2 separate regions of the Mus musculus genome follow, and region 1 is linked to region 2. The links are chromatin contacts, called in public HiChIP or PLAC-seq maps. All regions are on one chromosome and are shown on one strand. Each heading gives the region's core, a stretch centred on a gene start, on an enhancer-like site or on the middle of the called end of the contact. The rest is flanking DNA. Distances are from core to core; before and after follow the strand shown.

Region 1 (3,809 bases), core at 835-3,334, 240 kb after region 2:
GTAGATTGAGACCTTAAAGAGAACGGTTTCCCCACAATGTAAATTAATGATTTGGGTAAAAAGAAACAATGTTAAAATGCTGTCAACTGTTCCTACATGAATTTACGAATCTAATGTACATTAAAATAAGTACATTAAAAATACTAACAAAAATGTTTTGCAGGGGTGTGTGTGTGTGTGTGTGTGTGTGTGTGTGTGTGTGTGTGTGTGTGTTTGGACCCTTTTAATAAATTACATTGGGGCGATTGGTCAGCAACCTGTTACAATAGATAAATGAATAAATAAAAAGGCACACAAGTCAGATGTAAAAGAGATGATCTGACTATAGGAATATGAAAGAAATTTCCAACCAGGAACATTGACCACATCAAAGTTCCAGCTAGCCAGATAGGGAGATAGGAAGTTTTGTTTTAAATATGATAAATTAAGAATAAATTTTAAACAAAGCAATGGTTTTCATCTTGACATTTTCAAATAGGTGTGTCATTATACGTTGTCTCAATCCACCCTGCTACGCCATTGTTCTCCTCCCTGGTCCTTGCCTTCCTTTTCCTGGTTTCCTTTCCCCCAAATCATCACCCCTTCTGCTCTCATGACACATGTATTCCATCTCCATTAAGAAAAAAAAAAACATTTTTTGCAAATGACATCTCCACATGTAAAGAGCACAACTAAAAGTAGGAAAATGGACAAAAATGCTTTTTCAGGGTAAAAAAAAAATGAGTCATAAAAGATAGGGCTTCCAGTTTTGAACATGTTGGGATACAAAGAACAAAAAGCTGGCCCAAACATCTGAGTAAAAGACGCCATTCTCATGACTGAGACGCTGGGGGTGGGGGGGAGTGAACATGTAAGAGGTCATTCTCATGACTGAGATGCTGGGCGGTGGGGTGGATAAACATGCAAGAGGCCATTCTCATGACTGAGATGCTGGAGGGGATAAACATGTAAGAGGTCATTCTCATGACTGAGACGCTGGGGGGGGGGGGATAAACATTCAAGAGGCCATTCTCATGACTGAGATGCTGGGGGGGGGAATAAACATGTAAGAGGTCATTCTCATGACTGAGAAGCTGGGGGGGGGGGATAAACATGCAAGAGGCCATTCTCATGACTGAGATGCTGGGGGCGCAGTAAACATGTAAGAGGTCATTCTCATGACTGAGATGCTGGTGTGGGGGATAAACATGCAAGAGGCCATTCTCATGACTGAGATGCTGGGGGGGAATAAACAGGTAAGAGGTCATTCTCATGACTGAGATGCTGGGGGGGGGCGGGGGTCTCTAAACCTCTTTTGATGAGCAATTTGGCCTTATGTCTAAGAAAGCATTTGTGCTATGTTTTTTGATGTGGGTACAAGGACTCTTTTGAAGCAGTGCTCACGACAAGAAGCCTGGACAAACTCTGGCCATCCCCTTAGAGGTCATAAGCAAGCATGGCCTGTTTTCCTGTGGCTCCCAATTACAGCATCATATTGTGCTGGAAATATCCCCACTGGGTCTTCCACTTTGATAATTTTTTTCTGTCTTGCCTTCACCTTTTCCCTCTGCCTCAGTCCAAGACCCTAGCCTGCGAGAAGACTGGCCTTGTCTCAGGCAGGGTCAAGGCTGGTGTAATCTGGAACAGAGAAGTGATTTTCTATTGTAGATTCTCCACCTCAGCTTGGGTCAAAATAAAATCATGGGCTTGGAAACTCCTCACTTGCATAAATAAAAATCTGCAGACTCATGGTTGGGTTTTCATATTTCAAGAGTCAAACTTTAGAAAGAACAGGGGAAGTAGGAGTGGCCTCTCATGGGGCCAGAGGACAATATCCAGGAGCCTCCTCTTCCTCGAGTTTCCCAACTTCTCAATTCTTCAGTAGCCAGCAAGAACCATCCCCGTGCAGTGTGTGTGTGTGTGTGTGTGTGTGTGTGTGTGTGTGTGTGTGTGTGTTTATGTGAGAGACAGAGAGACAGAGAAAGAGAGAGAGATAGAGAGAGAGAGAGCATTGCAATGCCTCCTGGTCTTCTCTAGGGGCTTCTACTCTGGCAAGGAGGCAGGCAACCATGCAGAGTGACTAGACAGTTCAGACAGCCTCTCCAGGGCTCAGAGCAAAGCTAGGTCCATCCATCTCCTCTGGCCTTTACTTCCAGTCATAGTGAGGTGGTCAAAGGAGATCTTCAAATTAAGATAGTAAAGGTAAGGGTGTTTGAGTCAGGGTTCAGAGTAGAGGGGTCAGCATGGGGGATAAGAGTGGGGGGAACAGAATGGGGGTTAAGGATGGGGGCAGTGAGAGGGAGGGGTCAGAGTGAGATGGTTTCACCATGACGATAAAAACGGTAGCTCTCCTCTTTAGGGATCTCCCTTGTGAGTTCCAGAGCATTAGTGGATGCTGATGGGGACTGTCCCTGAGGTTTGTGGGCACGCTGTGGCTACAGCCTGTGAGCCAGGCACATCAGCAGGAAAGATGTATGCAAACCCACCTCACAGAGGAACAGGGGCTCAGAGAGAAAGCAGAAGCTGCTGAGGCTTCAGAACTCAGCTGCTGCTCAGTCCGCAAAGCTCATCATGATGTCATGGGCCACAGAAGGCGGTGGGCAAGCCTGGTGGAACAACCAGGCCTGTCACTGTCCTCTTGAGGCAGGAGAGGAACACAGGGGAAAGTCATGGGGACACGGGAAAGGAAAAGGCCACCCTGGGCTTCACTTGCTCCTTCCTGCTGAGGAAGTCAGGGGGCTTTGGACACCGCTGATAATGTCCAAATTGCCGACTGAGACAGCACATGTTGTCCTAAAGACCTCACCACCAAAGATCATAAAACCTGTGTTTATCTGTGACCTCAAATGGCCTAGTAATGCTGAGGATCCTCTCACCCGACATCTAAGAAAACCCTTCAGAAAACCAGCTTGCAACTTTTTATAACAAGAAAATTCTTTTACTTCCCACTTCCCTCTGAGCAATGTTAAGGGTGCTTTTTATCAGGGTTAGAGCTTTAACTCGGGAGCCCTCAAACCCTATACACACCCACAGTGAGAAACAGCTCACAACTACTCATCTTTGAAAGCCTGAACCCATGCTCTCTGACTCTCTTCTGCCCCTGAACACCTTTCTTCCTATTTTTAAATATATTTTACTTAAAATAGAGTTAAATCACTCCCCTGTCCCTTTATATTCAAGAAACAGCAACTCAGGCTGGTGAGATGGCTCAGTGGGTAAAAGTGATGCATACAGCCTGACAACTTAAGTTCCATGCCTGGGATTCACCAGGTGACAGTGGGAACTGATTCCCAAAAGTTATCCTCTGTCCTCTCCATGTGCCACTGGCACACCTGTGCCTGCACTCTCACACACACAATAAACGAATGGACTCCAACACTGCTTCTCACTAGCCTGTCCTTGAATTCTTTTCCTCACAAAAGCAGGGCCCTAAGAGAAAAGGGACTCTCCCAGTACTAGTGACAGAGTTGCTGCTTTTCTGTCCCTATCTCTGCTGACACTCTTGGCTAGAAAGACACAAACTCCCCCAGGCCCTTCCCATGTTTAGGAACATTTCGACAAGATGTCCGTTCCATGCCCTGTGCACATGGTCACATTCTCCAAGGCACCATCTCCACCTTCCCGATTTCCTTTCTTGGTACATAGAGCAGGAAGCCAGCAACACCAGGTGCGGGACACGAATGATGCCAGCTGCAGGTCCTCGGCCCAGAGCCTGCATTGTCCATGATGCTGACTGAAAGTCTGTTTTAGAATGGCGTTCTTACTTCCTCATCTTTTCCGGTTTTGGATCCTTGACACCATCTGTGGTTCTGCACAAACATGCAACTATT
Region 2 (3,641 bases), core at 463-2,962:
TCTTCTGCACATGACTATGAAAACGCTGTCTCTCTCATGGAGTTTCCCAACCAGTCAGAAGGTCTTGCTCAGGTCAGTGAGATGGCTTTGTGGATAAGGGCTCTTCCAGCCAAGCCTGATGACTTTGTAAGACCCCAACCTTCGGTCATTGGTATTACTTTGAGGATCCCCCAAGTGAGACCCTGAAATGCAGATCGATGCAAAAGTAAGAGGTTTATTTTCCAGTGTGCCTACGTCGACCTTCAATTAGTCCCTCAAGGCAAGTGACTAGAAGGCCACCCCAATGGCTATTACAGGTTACATCAGCAAGGTTACAGATCAAAGTTATTGGCTAAGCATATTGACCTTTAAATCTATTGGCTAGCAAGCATGACACGCATTTGAACTCTACCTGGGACTTTCCATATGGTCAGGTGACTATCAGTCAGTACATTCTGAGATTTTTTTTTTTAACTCTAGAATATTCCTCTGGGTGGAGAATGAAACTTGGCCTAGCCTTGTCCCTAGGCGGGAGGGCGAAGCTGTAAGGAGGGACAAAAGCCCTTTAGAGTCCCTCAACTTGAGTTCAAATCCTAGAAGAAGCAAGGGAGGAGGAGAGAACCGATTCTCACAAGCTGTCCTCTGAGTGCCAAATGCTTGCAGCTGCATGCATACTCCCACAAAATGTCTTTCTTCACCATTGGTTTAGTGGAGGTCCACTTACTTCTTGCCTGAAAACCTCTGTTGGGGGCCATCTTCCAGGATGATAGGGACGTTCTCACAGGATCCAGACCAGCAGTGCTTTGGAGCAGGCCCAACAGGAGGTCTGTTTATCTTCTCACAGTTCAGCCTTCCAGCTGAGACCCTGGGTGGGCCATTTGACTCCTATCCTTCCGTGCTGCTTTGACCTTCTTCCTCTAGCAGCTTCTGTTTGTCTGAGGCCACAGGATCAGCCACCCCACCAGGAGAGGAGAAAACAAGCATCGAGGAGGCCAAGCTGACTCTATTACAGGCTTAGAAGACTAGGCCTATATTTCTGTTTCCAAGAACTGGGCAAATCCAGGCAAGTTCAGGCCTCAGAAGCTGCCCCACCACCCAAGGCAAGGACAGTGTGTCAGTGGCAGTTTCCAGACTTTCTCAACAACAGTTTCCAGACTTCCCCAGCAACAGTTTCCAGCCCCCCCACCCCTGCCCTGCAATGATTCTGGGATGTCCTTAGTGATAGAGCCAAGATTAAGATAGAGGTCACTTACCCTTCCCCAGAATTTCCCTAATGTGCTTTAAATCAGGCCTGTGAGCTCACTTCAGTGTCTCTCCATCTTTGTAGGTGGTAGACCGACCACAGCATGCTGGACTTCTGCAGAATAAAACACTCTTTACATTTACATACTATTTGAACCTGGAATATCACTCTTAAGTGAATCATGGTCCCTTACAGCAGGTGATTGGGTGCCCCTCCCATTCTTCACATACACAGAGACAACACTACGATGGTAAATGTCACATATCACTTTAATATCATGACATCACCACAGAGAGGACCAAGCCACATGAGCCTTGGGGGGCAAACCACATCTGTTGTAGTTTGAACATGAAATGTTCCTTACACATGTCTGAATACTTGCTTGTTGGCTGGTAGTGCTGTTTGGGAAAGCTGCCAAACCTTTAGGAGGTAGAGGAAGTATGCCACTGGGGGTGGGCTTTGAAGGCTTATAGCTTGACCTCACTTCCTGTTTTTCTGCTCTCTGCTTCCTGACTGCTAGTCTGACCTCATGCTCATTCGGTTTGTTTTGCTTGTCCTGCCATAATGGACTATATTCCCCCTGAAAGTGAGGTAAAGTAAAACCCATATTCCCCATGTTGCTTTGTGTCTGATATGCTATTGTCATTGAGACAGAAAAGTAACTAAGGCAACACTCAAGCCAGGCAGTCTCCATAGGGCTTCAGTGGTAGCTTCCACTTCTGTTGCTCTGTTGTCCTCTGCTTCTTTTGAATTCCTCCATCTCTCCTTCTCTCCCTTCCCCTTCATTCAAGGCCACACACAGCTGTATGTCTGCCTCTGAAGAGTGTGAGCACTCTGTTGAGGCAGTCAGTATCCCCGAGTCCCTGTCCCCTGACAGAGATTAGGAAATGGGTGCATCCCTCCTTAAAACAAGAACAAAAAGCAAACGTTCTGTCTTTCTTTTCATTTCCCTCTCTCTCTCTCTCTCTTTCTTTCTTTCCTTTTTTTATTTTTATTTTTTTGAGGCCAGGTCTCCCACATCCTAGGCTGGCCTCAGACCTATTCTGTAGCCAAGAATGACTTTGAACTTGCATTCCTCCTATATCTCCTTCCCAATTGCTGGAATTACAGTTGTGTGTCACCATGTCCAGTTTTATAGAATGCTGGTGATCAAACCCAGGGCTATACACCTTGTAGGCAGGTGTTCTGCTGACTGGTATATGTCTCCAGCTCCTCCTTGCTTCTTTTTGTTTTAACCTAAAATAGCTTTTGTTTTGTGGGGTAAAGATGGATCAATATCACTGCCAACAGCTGTGGCTTGACTTTTTTATTTTCCAGTTAACAACCACTTTTTAAAATGTTTAGTTTTAAAAATTAATTGATCTATCTATCTATCTATCTATCTATCTACCTATCTATCACCTATCTACCTGTGTCTGTGTACTTTTGTATGTGTGAGGGCACAGGGCACATGCACATCATGCCTTGCACATGGAGGTCAGAGGACAACTTGGAGGAGAGATCTCTCCTTCTACCATCTGAGTCCTAGGATTTGAACTTAGATCCTCAGGCTTGGTGGCAAGTCCTTTCATCCACTAAGCCAGTCCTTAATTATTTCTTGGCGTCGCCTTAAAAAGCAGAATGTCTACTGCTGGGGATGTAGTTCACTGGATGGGCACTTGACCAACATGCCTGAGTCCTCCGTTCAATCCCTAGCATGGGGTTGGGGGAGCAGAAGTTGTTCCCTTTGTTCCCTCTTGTTCTTTGCCTGTCCTTGCATTCCTCGGAGAGCAGAAGCTGTCTCAGTCTTCCACCTGTGAACCTGCCTCCTTCCTGGCATCATTAAGACAGGATGGATGGCTCAGCTGCACACCCCGTGCCTCTGCAGCCACTTGATGCAGCAGAGAGCTTTGCCCTTGAAAGACAATCGTTTCAGGATGATAGAACAGTACAGGCTGAAGTCTTCCTTTTGGAGCCTTAAAAAAGGGGAGAAAAATATAAGAATGAACACATGATTAGACTTGAAGAGAAATCAGGGAGACCTCTTGGCTCATGTGTATTCAGGATTTCCAACATGGGAGTAGATGAGGGGCCTAGAGGTCAAGTTGGGGGATGCAACCTTTCCTCTTTGTAGGTATACGTGTGAAAAGAGTACACTTTCTTATCACACAAACATGGCTATTTACAACATGTACATTAAGTTCCAAGTCTACAATTAAACCAAGACATACTAACAACCCCTGATGTCGACAACATTAAAACAGTATTTTTGATGTTGTTCTTTTGAGATTTCTCTCCTGGATGACATAAATAGCACTTGTCTCTCTCTATAAATTCCCAAGAACACACCAAACTATGTTTCTATTCAAGGGTTCACCCCAGAAAACCAGCGAGTTTATTAGGCTTATTTACAGAGGTGTTGCTTACAGAAGCATGGGTG

The links. HiChIP or PLAC-seq counts read pairs in DNA pulled down with a chosen protein or histone mark.
Region 1: a contact with region 2 is called in an H3K4me3 HiChIP or PLAC-seq map of bone marrow-derived macrophages, with 5 times the contacts expected there. The contact joins two enhancer-like sites. A contact is called at or near these places in 2 of 484 Hi-C or Micro-C datasets (the G1E-ER4 cell line and the N1E-115 cell line), 1 of 115 datasets of contacts at active chromatin or transcription factors (bone marrow-derived macrophages) and 1 of 9 other capture datasets (embryonic stem cells).

Annotation. Positions count from the first base shown.
Region 1 is chr1:120,530,232-120,534,040 of GRCm38.p6, forward strand. No RefSeq gene overlaps it. Among named protein-coding and RNA genes, the nearest start is that of Marco, 27 kb to the left of the region's middle. Within about 2 kb of position 2,085, at least 29 of the 459 cell types and tissues checked have an H3K27ac peak or open chromatin away from gene starts, as enhancers often do. A contact at or near this core is called in bone marrow-derived macrophages, where this site is marked.
Region 2 is chr1:120,292,294-120,295,934 of GRCm38.p6, forward strand. No RefSeq gene overlaps it. Among named protein-coding and RNA genes, the nearest start is that of Steap3, 35 kb to the left of the region's middle. Within about 2 kb of position 1,713, at least 57 of the 459 cell types and tissues checked have an H3K27ac peak or open chromatin away from gene starts, as enhancers often do. A contact at or near this core is called in bone marrow-derived macrophages, where this site is marked.